4 separate regions of the Mus musculus genome follow, and regions 2, 3 and 4 are each linked to region 1. Evidence: chromatin contacts called from public HiChIP or PLAC-seq and promoter capture Hi-C data. All regions are on one chromosome and are shown on one strand. The core of a region is the stretch at or near the end of the contact, and the rest is flanking DNA. Distances in the headings are between cores, read along the strand shown.

Evidence for each region. HiChIP or PLAC-seq counts read pairs in DNA pulled down with a chosen protein or histone mark. Capture Hi-C pulls out chosen DNA fragments and counts their contacts.
Region 2: a contact with region 1 is called in a FOXA1 HiChIP or PLAC-seq map of pancreatic cancer cells. The contact joins the enhancer-like site here to the promoter of Gjc1 in region 1. A contact is called at or near these places in 3 of 39 promoter capture datasets (the SN4741 cell line, cranial neural crest and frontonasal cranial neural crest), 2 of 115 datasets of contacts at active chromatin or transcription factors (embryonic midbrain and pancreatic cancer cells) and 1 of 9 other capture datasets (pancreatic islet).
Region 3: a contact with region 1 is called in a promoter capture Hi-C map of pancreatic islet. The contact joins the promoter of Meioc here to the promoter of Gjc1 in region 1. A contact is called at or near these places in 1 of 39 promoter capture datasets (cranial neural crest), 1 of 484 Hi-C or Micro-C datasets (embryonic stem cells) and 3 of 9 other capture datasets (adipose tissue, liver and pancreatic islet).
Region 4: an H3K27ac HiChIP or PLAC-seq map of the NIH/3T3 cell line shows a contact between it and region 1, with 2.2 times the contacts expected there. The contact joins the enhancer-like site here to the promoter of Gjc1 in region 1. A contact is called at or near these places in 3 of 39 promoter capture datasets (the C10 cell line, cranial neural crest and frontonasal cranial neural crest), 3 of 484 Hi-C or Micro-C datasets (embryonic stem cells and nephron progenitors), 5 of 115 datasets of contacts at active chromatin or transcription factors (the NIH/3T3 cell line and embryonic stem cells) and 3 of 9 other capture datasets (adipose tissue, liver and pancreatic islet).

What each region holds. Positions count from the first base shown.
Region 1 is chr11:102,813,593-102,820,612 of GRCm38.p6, reverse strand. Gjc1 (gap junction protein, gamma 1) reads left to right here and starts at 1,454. Exons shown (of 3, transcript NM_001159382.1): 1 at 1,454-1,643.
Region 2 is chr11:103,048,282-103,055,290 of GRCm38.p6, reverse strand. Nmt1 (N-myristoyltransferase 1) reads right to left here. Exons shown (of 12, transcript NM_008707.4): 4 at 2,967-3,085; 5 at 2-93. Gm42090 (a long non-coding RNA gene) reads right to left here. Exons shown (of 2, transcript XR_003949775.1): 1 at 6,693-7,009; 2 at 5,596-6,301. Among named protein-coding and RNA genes, the nearest start is that of Gm42090, 4.1 kb to the right of the region's middle. Within about 2 kb of position 3,835, at least 174 of the 459 cell types and tissues checked have an H3K27ac peak or open chromatin away from gene starts, as enhancers often do. A contact at or near this core is called in the SN4741 cell line and pancreatic cancer cells, where this site is marked.
Region 3 is chr11:102,660,013-102,667,489 of GRCm38.p6, reverse strand. Meioc (meiosis specific with coiled-coil domain) reads right to left here and starts at 1,905. Exons shown (of 8, transcript NM_001127576.2): 1 at 1,660-1,905; 2 at 1,005-1,154. The coding sequence starts at 1,725.
Region 4 is chr11:103,000,576-103,007,341 of GRCm38.p6, reverse strand. All of the region lies in intron 1 of Dcakd (dephospho-CoA kinase domain containing), which reads left to right. Gm34620 (a long non-coding RNA gene) reads right to left here. Exons shown (of 4, transcript XR_389059.4): 4 at 6,694-6,766. Among named protein-coding and RNA genes, the nearest start is that of Mir6931, 4.0 kb to the right of the region's middle. Within about 2 kb of position 3,876, at least 134 of the 459 cell types and tissues checked have an H3K27ac peak or open chromatin away from gene starts, as enhancers often do. A contact at or near this core is called in the NIH/3T3 cell line, adipose tissue, embryonic stem cells and 1 more, where this site is marked.

The DNA.
Region 1 (7,020 bases), core at 205-2,704:
GGGTGGTGTCTGCCTTAGACCCCGCCTCCTGAGACAAAGGCAGGAGCATCAAGACTTCAAAGCTAGCTCTCAGCCACAGGTCGAGTCTGAGATCAGCCTGTGCTATAATGGGACTTCGTTTCATAAAAAATCAAACAAAATATCAAAAATGAAACATGAGGCTCAAAGTGAGCACATTCTTTGATTTTTAGAGAGAAGCCAAAAAAAAAAAAAAAAAAAAAGGATTTAAAAATTTGGGCACTTTCCTAAAAAAAAAAAAAAAAAAAACCACACACATCATAGCAACCAAACAAAATTTCGGAGGGTGTGGGTAGGCAATGGACCATCCCTTTTCATCCCAACCTGTGACCTAGCTTCGGGAGAAATTTGATCCACAAGTCGCCTCACTTGTTAGTGTTTAATTTCATCCCTGTCCAGGGGCAAAACTTTTAAAAAGCCTATCCATTTGTAATTCTAGAGTACAGGAATGGCCCTCCCCTCCCATCTCTTTGGTAAACTGCCTTTCACCACCCAGTCTCAATCTCGTTAAAGTATTTAGGGGAATTTCTCGTTTCTTTTTTAATAAAGATTTATTTTTTATTATTTTTAATTATGTGTCTCTGGGTCTATGTGTAGGTATGTGCACATCGATATAGGTGCCCCGAGAGAGTCGGATCCTCCAGAGGCTGGAGTTACAGGTGGTTGTGAACCACACAACGTGGGTGTAGAAGATTCTCTGCAACAGTAGTACAAACTGCATAGCCGCTGAGCCGTCTCTCCCGCTAGTTTTCCTTTTCTTAACCCGCAGTTTCGGCCAGGGGAATTCCTGTCCATGTGCATTTCAAGTCTTGTAATTGGGATCCCGCTGGGATGCAAGGAGTTAAGAGGAAATGGCCTATTAGGGTCTTACTAATCCGAGAAATCCAGGACCTCAAAACTATGCAGAACGCCTGTAAAAACCATGATTCCACCAGGCGGGGATGGTTGGCCGAGAAGCCCCGGAGGTTTTTCGAGCAACTGCAGAGCAGAGCCTAGAACGGCCATGAGCATCCCGAGATCCGCTGGACCAAGGCCCTGACCTAGCGCACGAGATAACGGTGGAGCTCTGCGGTCCGACCCTGGAAACTCAGGTGAGGCGTGTCTCCATCACGCTGTCACTGGCCGGCTCCTCCGGGGAATCACGCCACAGGAAATGAGCCCGCGGCGCTCGAAGTCAGCCGCCCACCGGGGCTCCCCGCGCAGGGGTCCTCCCGCCACCGCGCGCCCCGCCGCGTACGGGACCGCCCGGGAACGCGCGCGGCCGGTCACGGAAAGTTGGCGCCGGCGCGGGGCCGCGCGCTCCGGGCGCCCCCTCCCACTCGAGGCGCACGTGCAGCCGCGCCCCCGCTCCCAGGCCGAGACGGGACGCCCCCACCCCCACCGCGGCACGCAGTGCGCAGGCGCCTCCCCGCGGGTCCCGGCGGCGGGAGCGGGAGAGAGGGAGGCGGCGGGCGCGGCCGGAGCGGCTTCAGCCTCGGCTTGAAGGCTGAGGCGAAGGAGGCGGCGGCGGTGGCGGCGGCGGCGAGGCGGCGAAGGTGATGGCGACGCGGGGCCCATGAGGCGGCGGCCGGCGGGACGGGCCGAGGCCCGGCGGAGGAGGCGGCTTCGGGGGCGCCCACCGCCGGGTGAGCGGCGGCTTGAGGGGCCCCGGGCCGGGCGCGGCCGGGCGAACTCTGAGGCGCCTCGAAAGCGGCGGCGGCGGCGGGCCGGGTTCCTGGGGGCGGCAGGGCGGGAAGGAGCGCCCGCCGAGCCCCGAGGGGCGTCGCCACCCGCGTCCCGCCGCCGGCGCGCCCGCCCTCTTTGTCCCCAGGCGCGCGGTTCCCAAATTGGGAGGGAAACGGCTCGGGCGGGCCGGGAGCGGGCGGCGGTGCTCCCGCAACTCCTCGGGGCGGTTGGGGGACCCGGCCGGGCTGGCGCTGGGCGGGCTCGTCTTTGTCTGACGGCCTGGGCCGCTCTTCGGCGGCGTGCTGCGGGCTCCGGCGGGTCCTCTGTCCCCCTCGGAGGTTTCTTTTTCCCCCCTTTTTTACTGGAGGTTTGGTTCGAGCGCTGCGGAGCGGGAGAGGGGCTGGCGGGAGGACCCGGCCCGTCGCCTCTTGCTGGACGCCTTTTCTTTACTTGAGATGACTTTATTCTCACTTCGGAAAACTTTGGAGCTCTGCTGTGGCCTTTTTTTTTTTTTTTTTAATTGTTCTTCGTTGAGTCTCCAGATTGAAAATAGAGAGGAGGCGCTAATGCTGTGATTGGGCTGGCTGCCGCGTTTGGAGTTTCGAGTTGAAAAGATTTACATGACCCATGTTTAGAATTTGGGGTCCTCCCCCGCCGGTCCCCGCTTTGCGGATTATTTGGGATTGCTTTTCTTTTGCGAAGTGGGATGAGTTTGGTTTTTGTCATTTGAAGACATTTTCCTTTTGGTCCTCGGGGACTGGCAACGCCACAGATTTCATTGTGCTCGGGCTTTATTTTGTTCTCGTCCACACTAGGTGCAATCGAGGAACTCAAGGTAGACCAAATTCTGGATAAGTTATCTTGTATGTGTCTTAAGTCTAAAAGTTATTGCTTTTGTTGTGCACCCTTACAAGTGGATATATGTGAAAGCGCTGTACAAAAAGCCTTGTAAACGAAAGACTTTAGTTCTGTTAGGCAGAAATCATTTTGTCTGTAGTACATGAGTAACTGTAGGAAGAGGATTAATAATGTAATTTGGGGATTAATCCTTCCCCCTTGTAAACAGTTTGCAGGTATTTTTCAGAGCAAAAAATGCAAAACAAAGAGAAACAAAAAAGGCCCCACGAATTTGATTGCTTAGCTTGTAACTAAATTAATTGTGAGTTTTTGTTAAAAATTGCAGGTTTTGTTTGGGGCCAGCAGGATTTATTTGCAGCTACTTTGAGTTTCTTAAGGGCTGTGTAATGGCAGAATGAAAGGAATTAGAACAGTCTTCGGGGTAAAGGGTAAAACGATTTGTGATGCCAGATCTTCGGGTGCAGAGTAGGCAAAGGGCGTTTTGGAGAGAAAACTGGCATTATAAGTTCTGCAAATGTGTTCTGATGTGTTATGGTTCCAAAACATTGGTTTCATCCTATTAGTTCTGTTCCTTTGCTAAAGAATGGATGAGGAGGTATTGAATACTGGCTCACATACAAGCAGTAAATTCTTGTTTTACAAAGTCTGGAGTTGGCTCTCAGTACACCTTGGCAAAGGGTTAGCTTACAGACCCATGGAATGTGTTTAACCAAAGTGTTTCCTACAACAGTGAGATGATCTCATTAAAGATTACATTTTACTTTTTAATGTTATTCTTTGAAGCTGGCTATCATTGTGTGGCATGGGTTGATCTGGAACTTGGTATGCAGCCTAGGGTGGCTTTGAACTCCCTACTGCTTGACTCTCCAGAATGATGGGTTATAGGTAGTTCATTCAACAAACATTTTTGTGGTCCTGGAGACTGTACCAAGGGCTACGTATGTGCTCTGTCACTAAGCTGTATCCCAGCAACCTTCTCCCCATTAAGTGAGTGTATGGGACAGCTAGGAAGTGGAGCAGACAAAAGATGAGGACCAATCTTCTCTCCCCCTCAGTGTTTTTAATGTGCAAAAAAAAAAGTTTAGCAATATGGAAATTATCTAAAATCCTTGGGGGGAAAACATGCACAAACTTTTAGAATAAATTTGTTTTCCCCTCATGGAAATGAAATAAATTTCACATAGTATTCTTATCCTCTAACCTCTAAACAGTGTTTAGCTCTCACCCATCTGTGGCCTGTTTTATCTGTGTCTTTGTGGTATCTAACTGGTTGTGACTGAATTAATTGTAACCTCAGGATGACTTGTAACATACCTTCCGAGGAAGTCTGGAGTTAAGTGGCGTTAGACTCTATTTTTAGGGAATTCCTTTGGACTCATTCTTGGACCTGGGATTCCTAATTGCCCATCCAGAGTAGGTAGTTATGTGGACTTAGATTCCACCCTCTCCTTTCGAGTTCTGATTCTGCTCCAGGTCCTCAGAATGTCGGCCCCTCTCTGATGTTGGCCGTGTCTTTAACCTGAGGATCTTGGTCGTCTTCTCAGTCTAGACCTAGCTCTTCTCTGTCTTTGGTACCAGATATTTTCTGAGTTTTTGTTGTTCTTTTCGAGACAGGGTCTTAATGCTAGCCCAGATTGGCTGCAGTCTCATGGCGGTCTGCCTCTTTCTTCCCATGTGCTCATAGGATTAGAATGGCTGGTCTAGGCCATAGCGCCCCGTTGGTGTAGACAGTGCTGGAGATCCAGCCTAGAACAGCTTGCACGCTAGAGAAGCACTCTACTAACTAAGCCACACCTCTAGCTCATCCCTATAGTTGTCTTCTTTTCCTTCTGTTCTATACTAGAGATTGAACCCAGGGCATGACAGACAAACACTGCCACAGAGCTACACCCCCAGCCCTGCTTTCACATTTTCTCTTATTCCATGTATCTGTGTCATACTTGTCTTTTTCCTACTTCCTGAAAAAGTTTAAAGCTCAGTCAGAGTCTTTGCCTGCACTACATCTGTTTCCTTTACTCCAGAAGCAACTCTGTCCTTTACTCCTGTCAAGAAACCTTTCAGGGCTAGACAGATGGTTCAGTGGGTAAGAACACTTGTTCTTGCAGAGGACATGGGTTCAATTCCCAGCATTGACACGGCAGTTTACAGCCATCCATAACTCCAACGCAAGGGTATCTTAATGCTGTCTTCTGACCTCGCAAGCACCAAGCACACAAGCGGCATGCCGATATACGAATGAGTAAAATACTTATAAAATAAAATTAAGTAGAAAGAAAGAAACCTATTTCCTATTCTAGTTTAGCCTAGGGACTAAAAATACAGTTACTCTTCTAGGACATATTGCTTATTTGTATAATGTTAATGACACCATTAGATTGTATAGTGTGTTCTGTAATATTTAGAGTAATATCTTGTTTTTGCTATCTCAGTACCCTTGGCACCTAGCTTATAATTACTTCATTTATGTATTCAGCAAGTTGCTGCCCACTAATTTTTTTCTTAGTAGTAGTTTAGTGCAGTAAAATACTTTTGATAAAGCTTTAGTGCATCTACCTGGAAGCCTTGCTATTATTACATGTTGCATATTTTTCTCGTTTTCTTTTGTTTGTTTTTTTCCAAGATAGAGTCTCCCCTATACAGCCCAAGTTGGTCTCAGAACTGGTCTGTATGCCTTAACCTCAAGTGCTAAGGATTATAGGTGTATACACCTTGTTTATATACTGTTTTTTGTATGTTAGTGGTCTTATATATGAATATAGTGCTGTTTTGTTGTGGTTTGTCAGTTTAAATATTTCTTTTTAATTGGACATGTGACTCTTGCCTTTAATTCAGGCACTTTGGAAGGCAGAGGCAAGTGGATCTCTGTGAGTTCAAAGACACACAGGGACCACATAGTGAGACCCTATCTCAACAAAACAAAACAAGACTAAAGAAATGGTTCAGAGGTTGAGTACACTGGCTGATGATAATGGACTGAACCTTTGAAACTGTAAGCAAGCCCCAGTTAAATGCTTTCTTTTATAAGAGTTACCATGGAGGGGGTTGGAGAGATGGCTCAGTGGAACTGAGTTCCTGAGGTCAAATCCCAGCAACCACATGGTGGCTCACAACCATCTGTAATGCAGTATGACTCCCCCTTCTGGTGTGTCTGAAGACAGCTACAGTGTACTCACATACATGAAGTAAATAGTCCAGAGTGACATGAAACTCAGAATGTAGTTGAGCATAGCCCTGAATCCCTGATCTCACTGCCTCACCTCCACCAGGTGTGCACCACATCCTGTTAGCATAAATAGTTTATTATTTGGACCACAACAGAACTCTCAACAATTAGGAGCTTTGTTTCTAGTTGCTTTTTATATGTTTTTCATGGGGAAACTTACCCCTCCACACACACACACTTTGGAGGTTTGAAATTGTATATATATGAGCATAATTTCTTAAGATAGGAAAAATAAAAAGGAGATCTGTACACAGAGTAGTGTTCTTAAACTCTAATAGCTAGTCGTAAAGCTGTAAAGTAACATTTGGGTTTTTAAAAGCGTGTCTAGGACTATATATTAATACTGCAGAATAGGCCCATTGAGCTTAAACTGAATCTCATGGCATGTTGATATTCCAACAAAAGAACACTTGATATGAAGGAAAGTGATTAGAAGATGAAAATTTGCATAACATTCATGTTGCAAATAAACATTTAATGGAACTCATATTTGAAACTGATTTAAAAAAAAACACCTGTATATGTGTAGAGGGATTAAGCCCTCAGCCTCCTGTGTGCTAAGCAGTGCTCTCCTCTCCTGATCTAAATCCTTAACCTCTGGTGGCTGTTTTAATCAGTTTTTCAAATAAAAGTAAATTCCTTCCAAATACTCAATACTAGATGAAAATCAGTAAAGAATAACAGCAGCCACTGTGGATTTTCAGGCACTGTTGGGCTGAATGTTGCGCAGACCTTTAATGTCAGCACGAGGCAAAGGCCGGGAGGTGAGTTCAGTCTTTCTTGGCTGCATAGGAGGTTTGAGGCCAGCCTAGACTACGTGAAATGCTGTCTACAAAAGCCCAGCAATTTAAAAACAAAACAAATATTAGATGTGATAACTTCCCCTTTTTTAATTAGAAAATTAAGTTATGCATTTGTGTGTGTGTGTGTGTGTATATGTGTATTATGTAGACAGGTTCATGGCATGATGCACAGATGAAGGTCATAAAACAACTTTTGGGAGTTAGTTCTCTGTTAACCCTAGTGAGGCAGGGTCTTTCTTGGTGTTGTGTTGTGCAGCTTACCCTGGGTTCACTGCCTCTGAGCTTCGGGACACTTCTCTTTCCACCTCTCATCTCCGTGTAGGCATGCTGGAATTACCGATATATGCCACCATGCGTGCCCGTGGGATTGAAGTAGGTTGTCAGGCTTGTGCTACTCGCTGAGCAAGCCTCCTATAGTGTTTTATGCTTCCTCCCCATGTTGGTCACATGAAT
Region 2 (7,009 bases), core at 2,586-5,085, 230 kb before region 1:
CCACAAGAGAAACTCTGGGGAATAGTCGAATCGGAACATATTGTCATCATCTTCCACGTAGTTCTCGTTCAGGAGGGTGTACAGCTCTTTCAGCTGCGGAGAGAGAGGGAGCTCACTGAGATGCTCTGCCAAACGGGGCAACTTCAACTCCACGCAGCGCCAGGCTTCACAGAAGGACAAAGCAAACTACCAAATCCACCCCAGGTCTCACAATCCCTTTCAACCCAGGCATGGAACGTTGGCTTCTTTTAGAACAAGAACCCTTGGTTGCAATAAGAAATGGAACCACTAGAGGGCAGGGTCGCACACTTCAGTACACAGCTGCATCTATAGAACCTGCTAACCAACTACTTAAGATTACCCTGGTCCCCAGAGGAAGCCTCCCATTTTCTGTGAACATGCTTTGGAGAAGTGAGTTTGGGGGCTGATTAAGGAATCACTTACTTCCAGGACACCACTGCCATATTTAAAAAACCAAAAACATGATTGGATTTTTTCATTTAGCCCAACAAACTTTTTCTGCCTTCATAAGCCATCCCCATCAGTTGGCCCAAGTAGAAGAAAACTGGTTTAATGACCTGAGTTCAATTCCTGGAGCTCACATAAGGCAGAAGAGAACTGACGTCACAACACTGCCCTCTATCTCCACAGGGATATATGCTATGGCCCACACCTGCTTCTCATCTCCCATCCTCCCACCCCCACCTCACCAGTAAAAAGCTAAAGAAGGGGGCTGGAAGGGGGTTGGCAAGATGGCTCAGCAGGTAAGAGCACTGACTGCTCCTCCAAAGGTCCTGAGTTCAAATCCCAGCAACCACATGGTGGCTCACAACCACCCATAATGAGATCTGATGCCCTCTTCTGGCATATCTGAAGACAGCTACAGTGTACTTATGTATAATAATAAGTAAATCTTTAAAAAAAAAAAAAGGAAGAAGAAGCATCTGGGCGTGGTGGCGCACATCTTTAATCACAGCACTTGGGAGGCAGAGGCAGGTGGATTTCTGAGTTCGAGGCCAGCCTGGTCTACAAAGTGAGTTCCAGGACAGCCAGGGCTACACAGAGAAACCCTGTCTCGAAAAAAACAAAAACCAAATCAAACCAAACCAAACCAAACCAACCCCTCTGTTCCTAAGACAGGTATGGCAGAACTGCTGACGGTCCTTGAGAGGATCTCTACAATCTAGTTGAAGGAAAAAGGCACTTAATAAATTGGGAGGGTGTGTGTGTGTGTGTGTGTGTGTGTGTGTGTGTGTGTGTGTGTTTCCTTACAGAGAAAAAAATTCTAAATCCCTGATGTTAAAACAGGAGGATAACCAGTGTGGTCATCCTGCAATCTCGGTGCTCAGCAAAGTGAGGCAGGAGGTTTGACTCAAGTTCAAGGCCAGCCAGGGTTACATAATAAGACTCTGACTCAAGGGGAAATAAGAAAGTGGCCGGGGGAGTACGCGGGGGGAGTACGTGGCTCAGTTGGTAGAGTCCTTGTTGAATAGTCCAGTACACACAGAGCTCTGGGTTCAATCCCGAGCCCAGCAATCAGGTGCTGGCGACACACACCTGCTATACCAGCACATCCGCCTAAGAAACAAACCCTGAACACGTGCTGGGCATGGCGGCGTGGGACTGTCACTCCAGCACTTAGAAGCTCTCTGTGATCCCAAGGCCACCTTGCTCTACAGAGCAAGTTGCAGGCCTGCTAGGGCCACACAGTGAGACCCTTTCTCAGAACCAAACCAAACCAAACCAAACCAAACCAGAACTAAGTACATGGATGCATTCGCACCCACACTTGGGCACACCCGGTTCCTGCTAAACACACATGAAGAATGTGAATTAGACACTGGGGAGACGGCTCTGTGGTTAAGACATCTGCTGCACTTCCAGAGGACCCCGGTCACTTCCCGACACCCAGATCACATGTTCACAACCATCTATAATTAGCTCCAAATGTAGCGTTGGGCCCCACATGTCCTGTGCTGGTTAGTCTTGCCAAATTAACACAACCAAGCATATCTAGGGAGAGGAAATATTATTTGGGAAAATGCCTCCGTAAGAGTAGACTGTTTCAGGGGCTGGAGAGATGGCTCAGAGGTTAAGAGCACTGACTACTCTTCTGAAGGTCCTGAGTTCAAATCCCAGCAACCACATGATGGCTCACAACCATCCATAATGAGATCTGATGCCCTCTTCTGGGGTGTCTGAAGACAGCTACAGTGTACTTACAGATTATATATAAAGATAAATAAATAAAAAAGAGTAGACTGTTTCTGTCTTGACTTCCTGTTACTCATGGCGTGTAAGCTGAAATAAACCCTTTCCTCCCCAGGTTGCTTTTGTTCACGGTGTTTTATTACAGTAACAAAAGTCCTGAATAGGACAGTCACATACCCACATGCAAGCTCACCTTAAATCACTAGTAAATATAACAACAATAAAGAGGCAGCTACTGGGGTTGAAGCTCACTGTTTAGAGTGCTTTCTCAAGACATGAACCATTATTAAAAATGCACAAGGTGCTGGGTCGCCACTGAGGAAAGGCGTGGAGGGCAGGACCCTCAGCAGCCCAGGTCACAAGTCAAGCAAGGTACGGACAAGAAGCCAGGCAGTGTGTCAAATGCCTCTAATCCAGCATTTAGGAGGGAGAGGCAGGTGGTCTCTGTGTTCGAGGCCAGCCTAGTCTACATAGTGAGTTCCAGGATAGCCAGTTACGTAAGAGAGAGACAACTTGCCCCCAATACAAAACAAAATAAAAGAAAACCAATGACAAGCAAAATAAATAAACAAAATAAGAAAAAAAAATAAGGTTCCACAATAGGAACTTCAGAAGTCAACTTTCACCCTTACACCTATGACATGCTCTTACTGTAGAGTCTGGGCATGCCCAGGAAGTACTGGATGGGGTTTGTTCAGCTCTCTGAGGCTCATCTCCTAAGAGTCCTGTCCCACCCACAAGCCAGGCCTACTCACCACACCACGGTCTCCCAGATCCAAGGCATCCCAGGTGAAGCCCTGGGGCAGGGTGTAGGGCTCCTGGCGAATGTTGTCTTTGTCAGGTTCGACTGGACCATGGGTGTTTACCACTTCACCTAGAAGAAGAGCACAGCAAGTCTATTGTCTGCCCACAGCGTGCGTGAAGGGGCTCACTGAACACACTCACTGGAAGGCTATCGAGGAGGTTCAGGTGGTAGAGTGGCTGCTTTGCCTGTGTGTGTCATACCTAGTACTACATAACCCAGCAGAGTGGTACAAGCCTCTAACTCCAACACTCAGGAGAGGCAGAGGGACCAGAGCTTTCAAAGTTACCTTCCACTGCACAGTGAGTGTAAGGCCAGTCTGGGCAACACAGATCCTGTCCCAGAAAGAAACAATTATATCAGAGTAAATTCCTCCGGTCCCTAGGAGCCCTGCAGCTGACGAACACTCTACGCTCTGTAACTGCAATCTCTCTCCAGTCTTTGGTCCCTAGTAAGGGCGAGCGCACAGCAAAACCTCAGAGTAATCTCTAGGATCCAAGGTGCCTCATCTTTGGAAATCCTTTAACTCTCGGGCAGGCTCCTGAATGACAAACACCCATCACAGCTAATTTAGCTTCCGGTCTCCTGGTTGGTGTAGGGTGTCGTCATGTTCCAGCCCAGACACTCTTCCCTGACTAGAGATCTGTAAGGTTGCATAAGCCTGCCTCTGTGTCAAGACCAACAACAGTGCACTGGCCTCACTCCTCAGTCAGATGATTGCTCTAGCAGCCAGGGTCTCTCAGCCTTCCAGCGTCAGCCTCTAGGCCTGTGGGCCAGCTAACTGCCAGGTCGGGGCATCAGAGCTCTGAGCCCTCCAGATGCCTTTGGGTTGACTCACCCTCCTGCATGATGCAGCCGGGAAGTCTCCCTCTCACCCAACCCTCCTCTGTGGGGAGCTCGGAAGCCGAGATGAAGGCAGGAACTGAAACCAGACGGGGCTGGAGAGGAAAGCCAGACACGCAAGCTCTCCCTCTTAATAGGTTTTGTTTATTTTGGTTTGCCCATCTTTTTTTTTTTTAAAGATTTATTTATTATTATATGTAAGTACACTGTAGCTGTCTTCAGACACACCAGAAGAGGGAGTCAGATCTTGTTACGGATGGTTGTGAGCCACCATGTAGTTGCTGGGATTTGAACTCTGGACCTTCGGAAGAGCATTCGGTGCTTTTACCCACTGAGCCATCTCACCAGCCCTGCCCATCTTTTTTTTTTTTTTAAAAACAGGAGAATACTAAGTAGCTAAGGCTGGCCTTGTGCTCATGGCACTCCTCCTGTCTCAGCTTCCCAATGCTGCATTACAGGTATGTAGCCCTCCAAGTACTTTTAAGCAACTTCCAATTGTCCTCAGACATTTAACTTCTGTGTTGGAGGGGGCACACTCAGTAGAACAGCCTCGCACTCGTGAGGTGGAAGGCAGGTTCTGAGCCTTAGTGGGACGGGACTGAGGGGAGAGAGAGCCTCTCCACAACAGGATAAGGAAAGAGGGCAGCTAGACAGAATAGATCTGAAGAGAGGCTGAAGGTTTGCTCAGGTCACATAACAGTCACACAGACCGAAGCTTCTGACACTGAATTGTAACCTCGGGTATGTAAGTCAAAGTGTGGGGGTGTCAGGAAAATTCAGCAATAGTAAAACCAAACACAAACTGAAAATTAAATATGTACGGAATCTGAGGTAGTTCAGGCAGTGTCACGTGACCTCACACGGGCACGCTGTACTCACTGTGAGTGCCAACATGCGATGAAACATCAAGGAACCTGCCTTAGATCCCTACTTGGATGGTGACTGGAAGACAGCTCGGTGGCTAAGAGCAGGGCTGTTCTTCAGTTCCCTTCAGTTGCCAGCACCCATGCCAGCTGGCTCATAACTGACCTGCAAGGCCGGCTCCAGGGGATGTGGTGCACGGTGCGGTGCCCTCTGCTAGCCTCTGAGGGAAAACACACACCTAACACAAGCAGGCACAGTCACAGAAACGTGTTTGCCTGCATATGCCCCATGTCTGGTGCCCATGGAGGTCAGCTGCAGGGGTCAGAGCCCTGGGACCGGAGTTATGGATGGATGGTTGCCAGCCACCACCTAGTGCTGGGAACTGCGCCCGGTCCTTCCACCAGAACAAGTGTTCTTAACCACTGAGTCTTTTCTCTTGGCCTCACATGATCACCCAACAAATTTTGTTTAACAAAGGCATATGCCAGGCCCACCTGGATTTAGTTTCTTTCTCTTAATTTGGTTTTTGGAGACAGGGTTTCACTGTGTAATAAATAGCCCTGGATGTCCTAGAACTCACTCTACAGACCAGGCTGGCCTCAAAACTCAGAGATGCCTCTGCTGCCTGAATGCTGGGATCAAAGGCACGTGCCACCACACCTGGCTATTTTCACTTTATAAGTGGTTACCCATAATGACACAGACCACTTAAGTCAGGAAACGCCTGTTATGTTCGCTTCTCACCTCCATAGACAAATGCTGTTGGACACAGCTGTCTTTTTACTTCCTGGTATTTGACTTGGCTCTGCCCTCCTAACCCACAAAGTACTGCAAATGTTGCACTATTTCTTGAGGAGAACAGTAACACTAACCACCTGACCTAGCTTACCTTTGGTGTTAGAGCGTGTGTTTTCTGACCTAGCTTACCTTTGGTGTTAGAGCGTGTGTTTTCTGACCTAGCTTACCTTTGGTGTTAGAGCGTGTGTTTCCTGACCTAGCTTACCTTTGGTGTTAGAGCGTGTGTTTTCTGACCTAGCTTACCTTTGGTGTTAGAGCATGTGTTTTCTGACCTAGCTTACCTTTGGTGTTAGAGCGTGTGTTTTCTGACCTAGCTTACCTTTGGTGTTAGAGCGTGTGTTTTCTGACCTAGCTTACCTTTGGTGTTTGTTAGAGCATGTGTTTTCTGACCTAGCTTACCTTTGGTGTTAGAGCGTGTGTTTTCTGACCTAGCTTACCTTTGGTGTTAGAGCATGTGTTTTCTGACCTAGCTTACCTTTGGTGTTAGAGCATGTGTTTTCTGACCTAGCTTACCTTTGGTGTTAGAGCGTGTGTTTTCTGACCTAGCTTACCTTTGGTGTTTGTTAGAGCGTGTGTTTTCTGACCTAGCTTACCTTTGGTGTTAGAGCATGTGTTTTCTGACCTAGCTTACCTTTGGTGTTAGAGCGTGTGTTTTCTGACCTAGCTTACCTTTGGTGTTAGAGCATGTGTTTTCTGACCTAGCTTACCTTTGGTGTTAGAGCGTGTGTTTTCTGACCTAGCTTACCTTTGGTGTTAGAGCGTGTGTTTTCTGACCTAGCTTACCTTTGGTGTTTGTTAGAGCATGTGTTTTCTGACCTAGCTTACCTTTGGTGTTAGAGCGTGTGTTTTCTGACCTAGCTTACCTTTGGTGTTAGAGCGTGTGTTTTCTGACCGCAGCTTACCTTTGGTGTTAGAGCGTGTGTTTTCTGACCTAGCTTACCTTTGGTGTTAGAGCGTGTGTTTTCTGACCGCAGCTTACCTTTGGTGTTAGAGCGTGTGTTTTCTGACCGCAGCTTACCTTTCTTGTTAGAGCGTGTGTTTTCTGACCGCAGCTTACCTTTGGTGTTAGAGCATGTGTTTTCTGACCGCAGCTTACCTTTGGTGTTAGAGCGTGTGTTTTCTGACCGCAGCTTACCTTTGGTGTTAGAGCGTGTGTTTTCTGACCGCAGCTTACCTTTGGTGTTAGAGCGTGTGTTTTCTGACCTAGCTTACCTTTGGTGTTAGAGCGTGTGTTTTCTGACCTAGCTTACCTTTGGTGTTAGAGCGTGTGTTTTCTGACCTAGCTTACCTTTGGTGTTAGAGCGTGTGTTTTCTGACCTAGCTTACCTTTGGTGTTAGAGCGTGTGTTTTCTGACCTAGCTTACCTTTGGTGTTAGAGCATGTGTTTTCTGACCTAGCTTACCTTTGGTGTTAGAGCATGTGTTTTCTGACCTAGCTTACCTTTGGTGTTAGAGCATGTGTTTTCTGACCTAGCTTACCTTTGGTGTTAGA
Region 3 (7,477 bases), core at 656-3,155, 150 kb after region 1:
TTACCTTTAAAATTGCAAGTATGTTTGAAATTAAAAACTAAAAGGCATTACAATACATGCTTAAAATAAAACAATATTTAGTCTTGCTAAATAACTTTCTTACTTGCTAAATTAATTTTTACATTACTGACATGTTATATACTAAGGACAGAAAGGGAATGAGCCAATGAAAAAAGTCTTTTCTTGGAGGGCTGGAGAGGTTAAGAGCACTGGCTGCTCTTCTGAAGGATCAACGATCAATGGCAGCTTGCAACGCCGGCAAAACTACCATACATATACAAAAAAATAAATTATTGTTTTCGTTTTCTCAAGACAGGGTTTCTCTGTGTAGCCCTGGCTGTCCTTGAATTCACTTTGTAGACCAGGCTGGCTTCGAACTCAAGAGATCTGCCTGCCTCTGCCTCCCGAGTGCTGGAATTACAGGTGTGCACCAACACTGCCTGGCTTAAATTTCTTTTTTAAATTAAAAAAAAATTTTCCCCATGTCCAAAACCAAGTGTGTACTGTGCAAACTCTAAAATATTCTCCTCTGGACCAGTCGGTTGGGCGGCAGGGTGCTTGCTGCTGATCCTGAGGACCTGAGTTCAATCCTGAGGACCTGAGTTCAATCCCTAGGACCCACGTGGTGGACGCTGAGAACTGAAAAGTTCTCCAACCTCCATCTGTTGTCATGCCACGTCTCTGTGGCCCCTCCACCATAAAACCACCATAAAATAAACACATATATACATATATATGTATATATAATTTAAAAAATTTTGGTGTCTATACAGAACTTAATAATAATAATAGTAAAAGAAGCCCGTTTTCCCCAGCTTCTAATTCTGACTGGAGTTTTTTTTAACATGTATGGGACTGGAGCTGAAGGTCCTGGGTTTGCGTTTGGTGGTGGGGAAACTACAAAGGGAGCGGGGTGGGGAGAGGATTGGGGGGCGGGGTGGGGAGAGGGTTGGGGGGGGAGGGCTGGGGGGAGGACGAGCAAAGTCTTGAATTTGTTAATGGACCTGAGACTTGTAGCAATCATAGAAGGGCGCCGAGCCGGTCAGCATCATGCTGTTGAAGACGTCGGATAATCTATTGCTGGTGTCGACGCTGAGGTTCCAGCACCGATTCGCGCTTCCACGGAACGCCGCCGCGGCCGCCGCCACCTTCGGCTGCTCGGAAACGGGGGAAAAGCCGGGTGGTCACGGAGCGCCGCGCAGCTGGGGCTGTAGCCTGGGCCGTCTAACTGCAGATCCTTAGGGGACACTAACTCGGGCCCCCCAACCCCGCTCCCTCGTTTCCTCTTCAAGCCCTCCTCCCCACCCCGTCACTGCGCCTCAGCTCTGAGACGCGCGACGGCGGCGGCAGCGGCCCTCGACGGCCCTGACAGACGCCTCCGCGCCATTGCGACTGGCTGACCGAGGTGGCGCCTCCGCTCTGAAGCCTCTGGGAGGTCAACCCTCGCCCAGACTCGCGACTTCGCAACCCTCCCCCACTCGCGACTCGGCCCGACGACATGTTGGGGCTCCCCCACCCGCGACCCGTAATCTCCCGTGTCGCCACCCCGCCACCACCCGGGCCTCCTTAAAGAAGAAGCACGCTGAGGGACGCGCCTTCTCCTCAGCGTCTCTCCCGGGGGCTGCCATCCTCGAAGTCCCCCCGACCCCCGCCAGTTACCTCAGGTCCCTCCCTCAGGCCTTGGGGGTGACGGGGCCGGCAGGTGTCTCCGCCGCTCACCTCCATGGGGGCCCCCCAGCTCCTCCTGAGCTAGTTAACAGCTCCCGGGGTACGGGGGTGAGGGAGGACGTCGAGGCCCAGCTCCCTCAGCCCGCACCCCACCGCTACCGCTGCCGCAGCCGCCGTCGGCGCTGCCAGGAGCCGCTCTGTGGGTGGGGGGCCGAGCCGAGACGGTGCGACGAAGAGGCCGTTACATTGCTCCCCGCGCCTCGCGACTAGGCACCGGCCGCCGGCGCCCCGCCCACGCCCACGCCCAGGAGGCCCCTCATCTCGCACCCCTCATTGGCCCGCGGCCCAGCCAATGGGCGACCGCCTCCAGGGTCTGTTGCCCCCCCAGAGACAAGACTAAGAAGGAGCAGTTAGCCGACTTCGCCCTAGGCTTGCTCTCAGGCCAGGGCTGAAGATGTTTCCCGCTCAAAGGAAGCTCGCTCGGGATTGGCCAGAACGGACGAGCACAGGCCCGCTGATTGGCTGATGGGAGGCGCGCGCGCCTACTGGCTTGGTAGCGGTGGTTGGGAGATTAGAGAAATCGCACAGCAACAGGCCGATGACCCGAAAGCCCTCCGCCCGGCACCCGAGGGCACCCGAGGCCAACATCTTCGTTTTGGGTCTTGTTCTCCGCCCCTAGTTCCCAGAACTCTACAGAGCCGCCAGCCCAGTAGACTGTTGTAGCCTTTTTCAGAGGGCAAAGAAACGAAACCCTTGTAGAGCTTAAATGGTGAGAGCTGTCCGCTGTCCTGGGACCAGGTTTCCTTTAGGGTGAAGGTGTTTTGACTATTAAATATGAATATGACTTTTCAAGGAAACTTCACCCTGAATTTTTGTTTGTTTTGTTTTGAGTTTGTTGTTGTTATTTAGCTAGTAATAGTAATTTAGCTAAAAATAGTTTGCTGTTTTCTAGCTATTCCGGCGACCTTACGAGATGATGACATAGTCTGATTAGGGTCTTAGAAAAATGCAAAGTCCTCAAAAATGTGTGTATGCGCGAGCACGGAGAAGGGGGGCACTGAAATTTTAAAGGAGTAAACACAGGCGTTTTAAGGGTGTTTGCACTTCAAATCAAAATTTGAGACGCACCGGATTAATCATTTAGCTCGGGCACTAATGAGGTAGATTAGGGGGATGAGTTTACTGGCCCACGCAGACCTGACGGTTTTTTCAGATGCATAACCATCTATAACTCAAGATGGGGAATGACAGAGGAAATACACCATATCAAACTCTGGCTTCCAACACAGACACAAATGGGCAAGTACGTGCGCATGGGCACACACACACAAACTTTAAAAAAGAGATTTGGTGTTGGGGTGATAGTAAATTACTTGCCGTCAAGTATGAGAACCTAAGTCTCATCTTCAAAACCGATGGCAAAAAAAATCCCAGGTGTGATAAATGTGTAATCCCAGCGCTTGGGAGGTCCAGTTGGATCACGGGGCCTCACTGGCCGACCAGTGTACCTCCTCAGCAAGGACCTATCTCCAAAGACAAGGTGGGGGACAGTGAGATGGCTCAATAGGTAAAAGCAAGACTGATGGTTGAGTTTGAGCCATCATGCAATGTGAGAATCAACTCCACCAAGTTGTCTGCTGGTCTCCCCATGTGTTCTGTATTGCATCTACTTCCATACACATATATATCCTAATGATAAACATGATAAACACATATATGCCCATATAATAGATTAAAAAAAATTTTGTTGTTGTTTAGAGAGTCTTTACATAGCCCTTGCTTTCCAGGGGCTCACTTTATAGACCAGGCTGACCTCAAACTCACAGAGATCCACCTGCCTCTGATGTAAGTGCTGGAATTAAAAGCATGCATCAACTGCCTGACTCTGATATAATTCTTAAACTTAAAAAATGATCGATGGGTGGGGCAGTTCACTGAATTTGAGGCTAGCCTGGTCTATGGAGCATATACCAGGACAGCTGGTGCTACACAGAGAAACCCCGTCTCAAAAAAACAAAACAAAATGTCTAAGTATAAGGTGGCTAGCATCTGAGTTTTGAAACCTGAAGTAGGTGTCTGGCCTCCACATGGAAGCTATTCCATAACAGTTTCCTCGGAGATTGAAACATTCCATCGTGCAGGGAAGCCCCTTAAGCAGGAAGGCTAACAACTCAGAAGGGTTGAAGGAAGTCCCCGAACCTGACCAGAGTCACTGGGCCCTTCCTCACCAGATTAAGCCATAAAAGCTCAGAGTCTCTCTCAGAACAGCCAACCTACCAAAAATAAACAATTTTTTAAAAAAGCCAAACCCACACCAGACTGCTGCCTGGGAGAAGCAGAAACCAGCTAAGATGCCTGGAAGAGGTTTAGACCAACTGGAAAGGACAGTTTTCAATTTGTTTAGCTGCCCGCAGGCTGCATTGTGTGCCACGTTCCCAGCTTTGTGAGCTGTCACACATGCTGGGGTGGTTCTTGGTGAATCAGCTCTCTTTAAATCATTTCTGCTCCCATAAGTAACCCCTCACCCATATTCTTGTAAGTAACCCCAATAAAACTCATTGGTTCAGCAAGTTGGACTTTGGTGGTATTGGTACTTTGGACTGTCAGGAGTTCCCTATCTGTGGTAAGTAGACATGTGTGTTGCATCTCCCCAGGAAAGTTTTGTCATACAACACACACATACACATGCATATGCACTAGCACATACATGTACATCTACACACACACAAACATGTCCACATGTTAAAAAAAAAAAAAAAAAGGAAAACGTAGGCAGCATTATCAAAGCCTATATAGATAGTTGTTAGTGATAGACAAAAGCTTACAACTTGTTTAAGGTTGGCACCAGCTCCTTGTGTCTCCAGAGACCTGCAAAACGCCCCTGTTGAGTTCTGCTTCAAGGGGACAGGATGGGGCTGGTTTCTAGCTACTTGCTGATCTGGAGTCCCATTGCTTTTCTGCTTTGAGGATCTAGCACTTTCTTATTTGTTTGCTTCTGTTTCTTCTCTCTCTCTCTCTCTCTCTCTCTCTCTCTCTCTCTCTCTCTCTCTCTCTCTCTCTGTTGAGACAGGCTTTCTCTGTGTAGCCCTGGCTGTCCTGGATGTCGAGGATGGCCTCGAACTCACAGAGATCCACCTGCTTCTGCCTCTGGAGTACTGGGATTAAAGGTATGTGCTCCTAATGCCCAGGTCACATTTTGGATTTTTCTTCTTTGAATAGAGTTTAGTTTTTAGAGACACTTTAAGGCTACAGGAAATCTGAAAGCACAAAGGGTTTCCTTGTGCCTCCACTCCGACACATGCAGCTTCTCCCAACGTCAGCATCCTGCCCTGGACTACTCCCCTGCTAACAATCAACCGATCTCTGATGCATCCTTCCCACTGCCGTCCACAGCCCGCAGAGAGTTCACTCTTGCTGCAGCAATTTCAATGGGATGACATGTGTCCCTGGTTGAGGTAACATATGAAATATTTCACCGCCTTAAAATAAAGTCTCATGTTGGGCTGCAGAAAGTGTGGACGACCCTTGCAAGTGGACTTGAATTTAGTCTCAGTCCTTTGTTAGGTGGCTCACTACCTCCTGTAACGCCAGCTCCAGGGGGATCCACGGCCCTCTGGCCTTCACAGGTGCCTGCACTTGTGCACACACCAACACAGACACACATACCTACAACATAATTTTTAAATAAATAAATAAATAAATCCTTGTCCCACCTATCCGTCACGAATGAATACATGAAGCCTCTCGACATGCCCCTGGAAACCCTTGATCTTTGTACAGTATTCATAACTTTGCCCTTTTCCAAAATCTCACCTAGGATTATACAGTATTTGGCCTTTGCAGATTGGCATCTTTCCCTTGGTTCTCTGCTCTGGGGATTCCTCAGCGCCTTTTCGCGGCATTATAGAGAGGAGTTTTGGTTTGTTTTGTTTGTTTGTTTGTTTTCTTCAGATTTTGAAACCTGAACCTTTATTTGACAACTGATTGTTAAAACCCAATCAGCCCAGCTGGATGCCACCACCAGCCGCCCCGCCCTCACAGATCTAGGTTGTGCTCCTTCACGGCCTCCAAGCCTGGATCTTCGGACGGACGCAAATCAGGCTCGTCAGCCCACTCTGGCTTCACTTTCCCTTGCACTCTGCCACATTAGCCACAGGTTGACTTCTGAAGGTGATAGGCCACAGAACCATGACCATGGCACACACTTTCCAAATGATGAACCCACCGAGATCCACCTGCCTCTGCCTCCCGCCGAGTGCTGGGATTAAAGTTGCACTCCCACAAGCCTCTTGCTCATTTCTCTCTTTTTAAAAAATATTTATTTATTTATTATATATAAAGTACACTATAGTTGTCTTCAGACACAGAAGAGGGCATCAGGTCTCATTACAGATGGTTGTGAGCCACCATGTAGTTGCTGGGATTTGAACTCAAGACCTCTAGGAAGAGCAGTCAGGGCTCTTAACCACTGACCCATCTCTCCAGCCCTTGCTCATTTCTCTTTAACACTCATCATTCTACTTTCCTGATGTTCCATGTGCCACTAACCTACTGAAGGGTATGTTTGACAGTTAGGAATTACGCTGCTATGAACATCAGTGTTCAGGTTTTGTATTCCCAGGTTTTAAAGTCATGTGATGAACACCAAGGATGTCAACTGCTATAATGTATGGAAAAATGATAGTGTTGTAAGACACTGTCAAAGTGATACCATTTTACTTTCTCTCTAGCAATGAGCAAGAATGGCGGCTTGGTGCTGTCAGTCCTTTGGCTTTTAGCCATTTGATTAAACAGGTTGTGACATCTCACTATTGAACAATGTTCTTTGGCCATGCTGGGAATCAAACCCAGGGCCTCACACATGTTAAGCAACTACAAAAGAAACTGCAAAAGAACATTGGCACCTACTGCCAAAACCAGCGAGCCGAGTTCCATCCCTGGGACCCACTTGACATAAGGAGAGAACAACCTCCCCAAAGTTGTCCTCTGACACTCATGTTTGTGCCCTGGCACACAGCTCACCCCTCACCCGACAAAGGAAATAAATATGTATATTTATGTAAATATAAAAAGTCAAGTGCTCTGTCACCAAGCTCCACCCTCAGGCACCACGCTCGCTTTTCACCTTCTTGTTTAAGTATCTCTGGCTTCTTACTGCATTTCTGGGATTGTTTGTTTGTTTTTACTTCTCCAGTTACTAGATGAGCAATTTACAACAGGTGATCATTAGACCAACAGCATCGGCACCACATGGGAAACTGGTTAGAAATGCATGGGTTTGGGCCCCACCAAGACTTACTAAATGAGAACCTGTGGAGATGTGGCCCAGTGGTGTGTATATTAACAGCCTTCCTATTGATGCAAACTAAGGCTTGGAAACGCTCTTGTGGACCAGCTTCATTGCTATGGTAACCTCCAACCACCTGTAGCTATGAGATCTTGTAAGGTGGCTAAGAGGAATACAGATTGTACTGTGAATGTTAACTATACCCCAGGATTCCAAAGAAAAAGACTTAGTTGAAAAAAAAAGTGAACTATCTCATTAATACTTTTTATATTGATAAAATTGAAACTAGGATATTTTTGCTATGTGGAATTGAATAAAGCAATGTTAAAGGTAATTTTACCTGTTTCTAGTTTTTTTTTAAAACATGGAGTAGGCTCTGGAGAGGTGGCTCAGTGGTTGAGGTCAGTTACTGCTCTTCTAGAGGACCTTGCAAGTTCGGTTCCCAGCACCCACATAGCAGCTTACAACTGACCGCCATCCCAGTCCCAGGAGAAGGAACACCCTCTTCTGACCTTCTTGGGT
Region 4 (6,766 bases), core at 2,627-5,126, 180 kb before region 1:
TTACTCTTGAGATGGACTCTTACTGTGTTCCCCAAGAAGGATGGGAGGCTTCAGTGACTGGGTGACATCACATTCTGCATTGGGAAGATGAAGTAACCTCTGTCCTCTAATTTAATTTTGACAAGGCGCCTGTGAGAAGTCATTACTGCTCCTACTTTTTTTCTCAATTAAAGGGAAGTTCAGAACACGGAAGGAAATTGCCCAAGGCCTTTCTGATTACAAAGCCTCTTGGCATGGGCCTTCGCCACGACCCAACGTCTGCATGGCAGTCCAGTCCCTGCCCACTCATAGATGCTTCTTGAGGCGCTGGTGTGGGATGAGACCATCTCCTCCCTTCTCTTGCTTTGGGTGGGAGGAAAGGAAACTGATTCCCAACCCCCTCTGACCATTCCCTCCTGGTCATGCGCAGCCCAGAGAAAGTGGTGATGTAATAGCCCTCGCAGAGGGGAGAACTTGGACTCTGGTTTAAACAGCAAGCCCTCACCAATAATGACCGATTAGGAGTGCAGAAAGTGTGTAAAAATAGCGCTTAATAGTTAACCAGCAAACAATATATTTTTGCAGTCATTGGTTCCACAAGAAAATAATTGGGTCCCAAGGCAGGAATGACTCGTTTTGTTGAATGATTATATTGATCATTGGAGGAAAATGGATACATCCCTTCTGGAGAGCAATTGAAAGAGAGAAGTGGCCAGCTGGCCAGACATGCCCAGTGTGACACCCTGAGGAGGGAGCTGTACACTAATGAGCAGCCAGGTCCTGGCAGAGGGCAAGTAGACTGGGGGCCATAGAGGAATGCCTCACAAGGTACCCAGCTTTTCCTGGGAAAGAGGGCGTGGCTACCCAGGTATCAGCTCTTCCTAGTTAACCCACTGTGTCCTTTGAGCTCAGCCCCCCACCCCAGTGATTTGCTAACATCGGTCACCATGCTCAGATTACATAGAAAGCAGACCAAGAGACTAATTGTAGCCCCTGGTTTGCTGCTTAGAGGAGAATGTGATCTCAGTGGTTTCCTTTCCTTCCTGGTCATTCATTGCATAAGTAGTTGCTAGAGATTCCCTCTAAGTGGGCGTGGTTGTGTGTACCTGCTATCCCCGGTGGAGAGGATTGCCCCACATTAGAGGCTAGCCTAGGCCACATTGGAAGACCACATCTCACAAAACATCCCCATAGTTCCGAATTACATACGAAGAAACTGAGTGGAAGAAAGGTTAAGTGGTTTACTAATGTTGCCCACCTATTAAATGAGACATTGGACTTCATACAAGATGCTGGGGCTGAGAACAAATTAAATAATGGTTTGTGGCTTCGTGGAACTCATTTTATCTGACACTTTAAAATAGTCATGCACAGGGGCTGACAAATGACCGAGGGAGCTTGTCTTGGTTGCAGAGGGGACCCAAGTTTGAATCCCTGCAACCAGTTGCCTGTAACTCCAGCTCCAACGGTGTGCAGTGCCTCTGGACTCTGCAGGCACCCACGTTTACATGCTCGTAATTAGATCTTTTAAAATCTGTCATATACAAAAAGTCACAAAACTACGAAGCATAAGGAGTATGTGGGAGGGAGATTGAATAGACTGGCGAGCAGTCAACTCCTGGTGGGGCCTCAGCTCACACAGATCTCTCCCGTCCCTCATCCAAGACAACAAATACCCCCTATTCCTGTCTCCACCATCACAGCCTGTGCTCCATCCTGACTCCAGACTGTGAGCTGCCTGGTAGAGGAGGGTCAGTTAACAGTGGTCTAAGTTAGACTGCAAGGGTTGTCGGGAACAGCATGCACGGAGACCTTGAGATGGAAAAGAAGCCTCGTGCCCACAAGGGAAGAGGGAGGCCTGACATCAGAGGGTCCTTTAGTAATGATCTTAGCTCCCAGGAAGTTAAGTGGGGACTGTCTGACCTGTGGAGTTGGACCAGCAGTGAGGCTCAGTCTGGAGGTGCAGGAAGCAGCCTGAGTACTTTTTCAAAGAGAAACCAGAGGAAGTTCCAAGAGTACTGGCCCCACGAGGGAGCAATGGAGAGGCATATTGGAGTAGCTCAGTTTAAGAGCCCACCATTTGCAAAGCACAGCAGTGTGGAACTTCCTCTTGGGCCTTTAGGCTCACCACAAATTTTGGGGTGCAGACGTTGCTGTCTCCAAGTCTTTCTTCCCATTTTCTTTGTACTTGTGCCTCTCCCCTGACATGGAGAAAGAGAGGGAGGAAGCTTTGAATGTGCCTCTGGGAGCAGAGTCCTGCTTTCCTGCCAACTTTGGCTGGTGAATCCCCTGCCTGAATCCCTGGTGCTGGCTTCCATTTCCCTTTGGGACCTTTAGCTTTCCTCCAGCCAAGCCAGCTCTGAGAGTGGCCTTGGGCCAGCAAGGTGGCTTATTAGGTAAAGGTACCTGCTACCAAGCCTGACAACTGAGTTCCTCCCCAGGACCTACATGGTAGAAGGAGAGAAGCAGCTTTCAGGTTGTCCTCTGACCTACACACATGCACATACATACATACAACATACAAACATAGTACATACAACTTTTGTTTTGATTTTTTTAGACAGAGTCTCATTAAGTAACCCTGGCTATCTTGGAACTTGTTCTGTGGACCAGGCAGGCCTCAAATTCACAGAGATCCTCCTGCCTCTACTTCTCGAGTGTCCAACATGCCCAGCCAATACATGTAATTTATTTATTTATTTTTGGATTTTCGAGACAAGGTTTCTCTGTAGAGCCCTGGCTGTCCTGGAACTCACTTTGTAGACCAGGCTGGCCTCGAACTCAGGAATCCGCCTGCCTCTGCCTCCTGAGTGCTAGGATTAAAGTCATGCGCCACCACCGCCGGGCAATACACGTAATTTTTAAAAAGAGAGACCGAGGCCTCTCTGTTGGTCGTGGTGTTCCTTGATTTACCAGCTAAGCGTTTTCGGGTGCTTTCAGGAGTGGAAGGAACTGTCCGTGAAACAGCCTCCCTCTGGATATGATGCTGTACTGGGCCCTTTGTGAAGGCTGAAGCCCAGAAAAGACCAGGCCTCTGGGACTCCACAGTTTCTCATTTGCAGAGGACTTGCTACACTTTCCCAGACCTCGTAGCTCCTTGAGGACAAACTGGTAGCTTTACATGGTCAGAGATAGACCCACACCTCTGTGTAGCCCATAGCCTTCCCTGTTAGCCAGTGCTTTGAGCCTGGCTGGTTCTACATCTTTTCTTTTCTTTTCTTTTCTCTTCTCTTCTCTTCTTTTCTTTTCTTTCTTTCTTTTCTTTCTTTCTTTCTTTCTTTTTTTTTTTTTTTTTTGAGACAGGGTTTCTCTGTGTAGCCCTGGCTGTCCTGGAACTCACTCTGTAGACCAGGCTGGCCTCGAACTCAGAAATCCGCCTGCCTCTGCCTCCCAAGTGCTGGGATTAAAGGCTTGCGCCACCACTGCCTGGCTCTACATCTTTTCTTGAAAGTCTTGTAGAGGACTCAGATTTGGCCAGGCCTAGAAGTGCTATAAAGTAGATTCTAGAAAATAATGGCTCGGTTGGCAACTTAGATTGTTAAAGGTGGCCGTTTCTTCATGTGCACTTGGGGGGCTGTCTATGGGTTTGAGTGGTACTTGGTTTCTGCCTTGCTGTGCTTTGAAAAGCCAGTGGGCCTTTGCTTCAGCCTCCTTTCTGGCAGGGCCTAATCTACTCATTGCCTGGGGTACAAAGGGGCTTTTGGGCCAGGCCAGGGCCAGCATCATCTGACCATCCTGCTCCCCACCAGCCGGCTCTGTTCCCCCCAGCTGGTTTCATTTGCTCTGGTCTGTCTGCAGTTTTCCCACAGGGAAAGCTGGAGGTTTCCATGGGTTGTCTGAGAGGTCCCTGGCACATTGCTGCAAAGCACAGAGGAGCTTAGTCAACAGCTGGAGAGGGAATGAGTCACCCGGGCTTGCTAGACAGGAACAGCTGGTTCTTACCCATCCCCTTCAAGCCGGCAGCCAAGAGCCTCCCCGTGCATGTGTTCCTTCAGGCTTCCAGCTAAAGGCAAAGTGACTGGCCATTTCTGCAGATGGAAGTCGAAGGCACTCAAAAGGGTAGCTGCTCATTTGGTTGCCATGGGAGCCTGCACTTCCCATGTGTCTTGATCGTTGTGAGCAAGCACCCTCCCTCCCTTTCTGCAGAACAAAACTGTATGATAATCAAGAAACCAGCCACTGGGAATGATGTACATGCTTATAATCCCAGTGCTTGGGAGGATCAGGAGTTCAAGGTCATCCTAGGCTATATAGTAACCCGAGCTAGCCTGGGCAGGTCCCTTCAGGCTCTGCTCACTATCTGTTGCAATAAAAGTGTGAGGAGCCAGCACTTGGGAGGCAGAGGCAGGCGGATTTCTGAGTTCGAGGCCAGCCTGGTCTGCAAAGTGAGTTCCAGGACAGCCAGGGCTATACAGAGAAACCATGTCTCAAAAAACTAAAAAAAAAAGGTGTGAGGATCGGGCTGGCGAGATGTCTCAGCGGTTAAGAGCACTGACTGCTCTTCTGAAGGCCTTGAGTTCAGATCCCAGCAACCACATGATGGCTCACAACCACCCATAATGAGATTTGACTCCCTCTTCTGGTGCATCTGAGGACAGCTACAGTGTACTAATGAATAATAATAAATTAATTTAAAAAAAAAGTGTGAGGATCCAGTCTGAGCCCTGCCATACACCAGAGTTGCTCTATCCCCAGAGATTGTGATTGCACCCATTCCGAGGAGGTGTGTGGGCAGCTCTGTGGAGGGAGGTTGAGGGCAGCTTGGCTAGATGGACTTCCATTTACCCTCAGCTGATTCTGACAGGTGACTGTTGGTGGCTTTGTTTTTGTGTGGGAAGCTGGCCCTTACCTCTCCACTCTAGACTGCTGTTCAGGAAGAGGGACAGATGTTCCTCGCTTTAGAGCAGGACTTCCTTGTTTTCCACCCAAATCCCCTTTTCACCAGAATGTGACTCTGGGTATGTGGATGTTAGTGGTAATCATCAAGGAATTGATTTTAAACCAGGTGGTGGTGGCGCACGCCTTTAATCCCAGCACTCAGGAGGCAGAGGCAGGTGAATCTGAGTTTGGAGTGAGCATGGTATATAGAATACATTGCCGGACAGCCAGGGTTACACAAGAGAATACCTGTTTTGAAAAAGCAGGTAGGTTTAAGGGCAGGCACAGTTGCTAAGCAAGTAAAGATGCTTAGAACACTTTGGCATACACAAATCTGTACACCAGCAGCTATACTGTTTTTACATAAATATATGTGTGAGTGCCATATATGCATGTATGCCAGGTTTGTGCCTGGTACCTGCAGGAGCCAGAAGAGGGTGGCAGATTCCTGGAACTGGAATTACGAATGGTTATGAGCCACCATGTAGGTGCTAGGAATCGAAACTGGATCCTCTGCAAGAGCAGCAAGTGTTCAAAAAACCACTGAACCATCTCTCCAGCCCCTTTCTGGCTTTTTTTTTTTTTTTTTTGAGTCAGGATCTTGCTATGTATACCAGACTGGCCTCAAACTTATAACAAATGCCTTGCCTTTTGAGTGCTGAAATATGCCTCACCCAGGAAGAATTAAATCAAGGTTGAGGGCCATTTCAGAAAGTGTTGGAAATTCTGCTCTAATTCTAAGTCCAAAATAATTTGATTTTTTTTTTTTTAATGAAATTCAAGTCAGCAACTCAGACAGTAATTTCAAAATCAAACATTCGGGTACTATACTCCAACCATTCACTAATTTCATCCTTAAATGCTAAAGAATGGCAGAGGAGAAATACTCTTTCCTTTCTGTAATTAAACCACTGTGTTTCTGTACGAGTAGGTAATTTTGTGCACGGAGGGAAAACACTGTAATTCCTAACACAGTAGTCTCCCATAGGTGCTTCCAGCAGTGTTTGCTGGCATTGGATAGCAGCATGGCACTGGTTGTGAAGTCATGGCATGGCCAAGAGCTACCAGACACACATGAGCCATTTTGAGAGTTGTTTAAGTGAGTGTTTGGGTGTACATATGGAGACCAGAGAACAACTCTCAGGAGAGGTGGTTCTCTCCTTCCACCACGTGGGTCCCAGGGATCAGACTCAGGCAGTCAGGTGACAGTAGGCACCTTTGCCTGCTAAACCACCTCACTGGTCCTCTGACCCATCTCGTAGTTTTGTTTTGCTCACTTTTAGAAACGAAGTCTAGTCCAGGCTGTCCAGGAACTTAACACATAGCCCAGTCTTCTGTAAAGTTCTGAGTGCTGGGGTTAGAGTGTCTCACTTTGTACCTAATTGAAAAGCCACTCTTGAGGGACAGCAGGTCGAGACACCGAATGTGACTCTGTCACAAGGGTCCTCTTGATAAGAGGGACATGACCAAGGGGTGACAGTACCCTCAGGCTAACTTGTAAATTGTGGCATTCTTTAGTCTCTGTTTAGACTCGAGTCTGTGGGAGATGCCCGTGACCCGTGTGAGAATGAGCTAGGCACATGGAAACTTGTAGGCTGGTTTCTTGTTATCCCGTGCCACACCAGAGTGGCTGTTTCCCCCTGTTGTCTGATGTGTCTTCAGGAGAGGCAAATTCATTTCCATGTGGGCTCAGGCAAGGTATAATTAGGACAGTAAATCTGTAGGTTAACAAAAGTGGCTTTGACAGATTTCAGGCCCTCCTAAGAAGGGCATATACACAATGTATTTAAAAATGTAATTAAAGAAAAAAAAGATTTAAAGAAACCGAGAGCTAGAGCCGTGGCACAGACCTTTATTTAATAACCGGTGCTCAGAGACCTAAAGCAGAAGACTAGTGAGTTCAAGGCCT